Regions from separate parts of the Mus musculus genome. Here region 1 is linked to region 2. The links are chromatin contacts, called in public Hi-C maps. All regions are on one chromosome and are shown on one strand. Each heading gives the region's core, a stretch centred on a gene start, on an enhancer-like site or on the middle of the called end of the contact. The rest is flanking DNA. Distances are from core to core; before and after follow the strand shown.

Evidence for each region. Hi-C and Micro-C count contacts between places; a contact is called where the count stands out from the background.
Region 1: a Hi-C map of rod photoreceptor shows a contact between it and region 2, with 2.9 times the contacts expected there. The contact joins the promoter of Abcf2 here to the enhancer-like site in region 2. A contact is called at or near these places in 3 of 39 promoter capture datasets (the C10 cell line, embryonic stem cells and macrophages), 1 of 15 datasets of contacts at CTCF or cohesin (embryonic stem cells), 12 of 484 Hi-C or Micro-C datasets (B cells, cerebellum, cerebral cortex and 5 more), 1 of 115 datasets of contacts at active chromatin or transcription factors (embryonic stem cells) and 3 of 9 other capture datasets (adipose tissue, liver and pancreatic islet).

The regions. Positions count from the first base shown.
Region 1 is chr5:24,576,216-24,578,915 of GRCm38.p6, reverse strand. Abcf2 (ATP-binding cassette, sub-family F (GCN20), member 2) reads left to right here and starts at 1,449. Exons shown (of 14, transcript NM_013853.2): 1 at 1,449-1,569; 2 at 2,189-2,397. The coding sequence starts at 2,229.
Region 2 is chr5:24,469,481-24,472,299 of GRCm38.p6, reverse strand. All of the region lies in intron 1 of Agap3 (ArfGAP with GTPase domain, ankyrin repeat and PH domain 3), which reads right to left. Among named protein-coding and RNA genes, the nearest start is that of Agap3, 19 kb to the right of the region's middle. Within about 2 kb of position 1,524, at least 9 of the 459 cell types and tissues checked have an H3K27ac peak or open chromatin away from gene starts, as enhancers often do. A contact at or near this core is called in rod photoreceptor, where this site is marked.

The sequences.
Region 1 (2,700 bases), core at 200-2,699, 110 kb before region 2:
ACCATAGAGTAAAATGAGGACACCCTCAAAGGCAGAGGTGGACAATGGACCAAGAAAATGTTTCTCATTGGTGGGAATGGACAATGGTCACATGGGTTTTATACTAGTGCTTCGTTTCTGAAACAGACAACTTCCTTAGCAGCCGCAGTTTCCTGTTTAGGCGATTGGCAGGCCCATTTGGATTTCCTTTTTCTTTTCTTTTTTCTTTTTTTTTTTTTTTAAAGCTGTGTGTGTGTGTGTGTGTTACAAAGCCTCCTTTTACCTTCCTCCCTTTTCTTTCATTTATTTATCTATGTGTATGAGTACACTGTAGCTGTCTTCAGACACACCAGAAGAGGGCATCAGATCTCATTACAGATGGTTGTGAGCCACCATGTGGTTGCTGGGAATTGAACTCAGGATCTCTAGTAGAGCAGTCAGTGCTCTTAACTGCTGAGCCATCTCTTTAGCCCGTTTTCATCTTAAAATTAGTGTGCTGCCAAAGACACAGGGGGCAGGCTCTGAAGCTACTTGTGATGTCCACCCTCAATGATCTTCACGCCTAATTTCTATTTAGCTTGGCAACATGGTGACCTTAGAGGAAAAGGGGGTCACTTTCTGAGAATGCACTCAGGGGCACTAAGTTTGCTTCCTTCTGTGTCATCAGTGATGACACACCAGTGGACAGGACCCTGGACAGGTAGCAAGCAAGGGTCGTAGAGTTGTTTTGTGTATGAGGCTACAGATCTAGTTTATAATGTTCCTAACACTAAGTCTGCTTTAGATTTTAGACAGTGAGACTCAAAGGAAATGAAACAAGTCACAACTAAGTGTCCATAGAGCTAAACTCAGCAAAGTGGTCCTATACTTTAGATTTTTCCACCACATTCGCATGGCTCTGGTGGAACCCAGAAACTCTTGACTAAGATACCAAGGTTCAGCACAGCGTCTGGCACTTTCAAAAAGTTTCGTTAGCGATGGACGAGGCTCTCAATTTCGGTTCCATGAGACGAGGATGCCTTTCTCGAACAGAGTTCTGTTGGCGTGGTCTACAAAGGGTTACCTCACTTTCAGAGCCACCTGCCCAGCAGCAACTCGCTCTTCTTTCCCCTCCACCTTCTAACTCTCTTCTCTCATTGTTTGGTCTCGCACTCTTAGGACGCTGGCCGGGAAGCTTAGTCGCACTTCCTGCTGGTTAAACCAGTAGAGCAGCCTGGTAAATTTATCTGCTAGGGGTGGGGTATCCTTTGGGAGACCAGCCCACCTCTCCGAGGAGCAATCTGGGATTTGCAGTTTTCAGTTCTTCAAACCGGCTTGGTAGGACGGGCCTCTTGGACTCTAATCCTCCCCCAACCAGAATCATCGCGCGTTCTGATGCCGTCACTAGAACGGCGCAACACCTGGGAATCGTGGTAGTTCCGGAGGAGAGTCCCGCCCTAAGTTCTTACGATTTGAGAACTACATTTTCCAGAAGCCCTCGCGGCAGCGCGCCAAGGGCCGCCCGGGGCCGTGATTGGTTGGGGAGCCGGCCGCACGCGGAGGAGCTCAAGGAGCAGCTCTGTTGCGACAGAGGCCGAGCGGCGAGGCCCCGTGAGTTGAGGGGGAAGGGGCGCCGGAGGGGAGGAGAGTGTGGACCCGTGAGCAGGAAGCGGGAGGAGAAGCGGAAGGGAGCTCAGGGTCGGAATGGAAAGGGCCGAAAGGGAAAAGAACTGGCCCAGGCAGAGACGCCGGCGAGCGGGGTGTGGGGGAGGTTAGGGGCAGCGAGCGCAGAGACCCTTAGGGACCCGCTGGGGAGGACTCGTGGTTCCGGGAGAGAAACCGCGCCGCAGTCGGTGGGGTGGATGAGAGGGACGGAAGGGAGGTCCGGGACGAACTCCTGGCGAAGAACCGAAAAGGAGGCGGCTGGCAGAGGTGCGCGAGCGCCAAGTTCGGAAACTGGAGACGAGGGGCAGAGCGGTCCCTCACTAAGGCCCTGGGGGAAGAGCGCATCCGAGTGAAGCCGGCGGTGGGGATTGGCGCGCGAACCCCAAGGGAGGAGATGAGGCTGGAGGAGCGGTCGAGAGAGTGTGAGAAGCCCGGACAAAGTTGGCGGGGACAAGAGTTGGGCACCACAGGCTTGATAGGAAAATTCCAAGGAGGGATGGGATAGCACTCAGACATTCTTACCTGTAAGTTTAGAATTTTGGAGTATCTGTTTGCTTTTCTTCAGACTCCTGAAAGGACTGTAACTACCCCTGTGGCTCATCACCATGCCTTCCGACCTGGCCAAGAAGAAGGCAGCCAAAAAGAAGGAGGCTGCCAAAGCCCGACAGCGACCCAGAAAGGGACATGAAGAAAATGGAGATGCTGTCACAGAACCTCAGGTGGCAGAAGAGAAAATCGAGGAGGCCAATGGCAGAGAGACCACAGGAGATGGAGGTAGGTTGGGTGAGTTTCCTGAGCTGGTTTTCGAAGCCAAGATCAGAATCTGGATGCAGATGCATAGGCCTTTAATTCCAGCATTTGGGAGGCTAAGGTAAAAAGATGAAGGTTTGAGGCCAGGCTGTCCTCACATCCCCATCTTTTTAAACAGAGTAAAGCACCCACAGACACATGTCTTTATATGCCATGAAACTTTTTGGTGACACCCACACCCATAGAGTTAAAACTTGTTACTGATGAAGGAAACTGAATTCAAGTGGCAAACACAGATGGGAGTTTTTGATCTACCTTGGTTGGTGC
Region 2 (2,819 bases), core at 275-2,774:
ACCCCTGGGCAGACAGTCCTGAGAACTGTAAGAGTGGGCTGACACTGGGGTCCAGACTGTCACAAGAACACGCCCACAGAATCAACTGAGCAGGGCTCACAGGGGCTCACAGAGCCTGCACATGCCTGAGCTAGGTCCTCGGCATGCTATGGTTGTGGGACTCCCAGTGTGGGAGGTGGGAGCGGGGGCGGCTGTCTCTGGCTGCACTTGCCTACTCTTGAGCCCCCTTTGCTCCTACTGGGTTGCCTCATCCAGCCTTGATGTGAGGGTTTGTGCCTGGTCTTGTTGTAACTTGTTATGCTGTTGTTCGGTTGATAGCCCTGGGAGGTCTACTCTGGTTTTTGAGTGGATCTGGATGAGAGGGGAAAAGAGGGGAGGGACTGGAAGGTGTGGAGCATGTAGAAACTAAGGTAAGAATGTATGAGAGAATTTAAAAAAAAAAAAAAAAGTGGGCTGAGAAAGCCACACGGAGCAGACCAGTAAGTACCAAATGCCCTGCTTCAGTTTCTGCCCTGACGTCCTTCAATGATTGATTGTGATGTGGAAGTGTAAGCAAAGTAAGACGTCTCCTTTCCAGGTTGTTAATGTCATGATGTTTATTACAGCAACAGAAACCCTAAAACAGTTCCCTGCCTTCATCTACCTATCCTGTCTATCCCACACATGGGAGGTATCTATTCTTCCACAAAAGACTAGGACTGCCCATCACAGCCCCATGCACTCCCAATGAAAATCCAAGAACAGGACAGTAGCTAAGAAGCCAGTGTCTGAGGACAAGGTGCCCAATGGGTGGCTTTAGCAGTGTGAGAACAGCTGTGTGGGACGGGTGCTAGTCGTGTAATACAGTCATACACCCGCCCTGAACGCTCTTGACAACCACGCTCTGTTCCTCCAACAGCCATCACCTACAAAGAGCAGTAAGGCTGGCATTGAAAGCTGTGCTGGACCTGTTCAGGACCAGGGCCCCACAGAACCATCCCCCTCAGACCTGTTCAGGAAAACCAGAACCCACAGAACCAGCCCCTCTTTGGGCAGCTGATTCTCAAGTGCCAGGCTGCAACTGTCTCACGGGGGCTGTGTGTATGGCTCTTTGGAAGTTTCTGAAGGATTAGTGATGAATCTCTCAAGTCCTGAGTATCCATTCTAGGTCAGGATGAACAACTGATTCATTGGCCATTCTGGGCCTCAGCCCCCTGCAGAGGCACAGGAACAGAGAAGTCTCTAGGCAGAAAGGACCTCGTGAACAGGGATGAGATACACCTTAGCAGAGGAGAAGGACAACTCCCACAGGCTTCCAGTTGGTCTCCAGTGCTTGCTACTGATGCACTGATAATCACAATGACTGACACATAATCCACAACAAATGGCAGCTGCCATTCTACAAAGGACCAGTTTTTGCCTGGAGACCAAAGTTTACATGCACCTGGCTTCCCAAGGATGAGGCATTAGATCTTCAGGTATGGCCTGTATGTTCCACAGCTCTCTTTGGCCACAAGGTGGCAGCAGAGCATCTTCCTGGCCCGGCATGCTAGCACTAGGGCCTTGGGCTGGCCACAGGTTCCCACCACCTCCATTCGGATCCCGACCATCTATTACCTCTCTTCAAAAAGGGATCCTCTGTCCAATAACCACGTATGCTACCACATCAACTTCCTAATGGTCTTATCCCATCTGCTACCACACTGACATCGGTATTCATGTCCATGAAGGTGTCTGTAACCTGGTAAAAAAATGATCTTCTTGTCACTGCCAACAGAGCCCTGCAGTCCATGACACTGTATCTAACCATGTCTCTGTGCCCAACCTTGCTTGATCTCACCTATCCCCCCCCCTTAACTATACAGTATCTATCCATCCCTTGTCCTTTTGGTCACTTGGAACTCAATGGAACTGTCCCTCCCTTCAGTGACCTCTGTCAATATCACCTTACTCCACTGTGAGATGCCTTCCTCACGCATCCTACTTCCCACTGGAGTAACCTCACTAGAGTTCTGGCAACACGTGAATTGTGTACCAGGGCTCTTCCTTAAGGAGACAGCTCCTGGTTGGACAGTCGGCTGATAGTGTAAGACACAACGCCATAATCCACACAAACCCAAAGCAGACAATCACAACCTGGGCTCAACCTCACCTCCAGCACTGCGTGTGCGATGGATCAACTTGCTTCTGAGCACATTTGTGAGGAAGACTCTAGGTGGAGATAACTCAGGTGGAAAGACATGCCCTAAATGTGGGTGGTGGCATTCCACAGACTGGATCCTGGACTAAATTAAGAGTGGCGCGCCAGAAGTCACCACTCCTGCTTCCTGACTTCAGATGCAATGTAACCAGCTGCCCCACATTCCCGCTGCCTGCTTTCCCCACTACAATGGTCAGCACAGTCAAAGGCAAACCAAGAGAAACCTTTCCTTCCTGAAGTTGCTTTTTGGTCACAGAAACACAAAAAGCAGCTAATTATAGGCACCCACTAGCTGTGTGACCACATCGGAATCTTGTTGAGCCTCAGATATGGTGTATAAAATAGAGAAAACCCCCTTTCCCAGCTCAAGCTGTAAACAGAGCAATGACAGGGTCTTTGACCCTGGTGGGCTGCAGGTGATCTGTAACTGGTGCAGCCCCACTAAGTAAGAAAGGGTGGTATAAACAAGAGGGATTAAAACCAGTGCCACACGCCCAATAGGCTAGGTAGACACTCAGGCCAAGGGCTGCAGTTCACATGTGCCAGGACAGCCAAACCTAGGCTGGTCCTCTCTACCCTCCAAGCTGGGGGCCCTGGAGATTTGAGGCCCTAGATGTAGGCCTCAGACATAACATGTGGA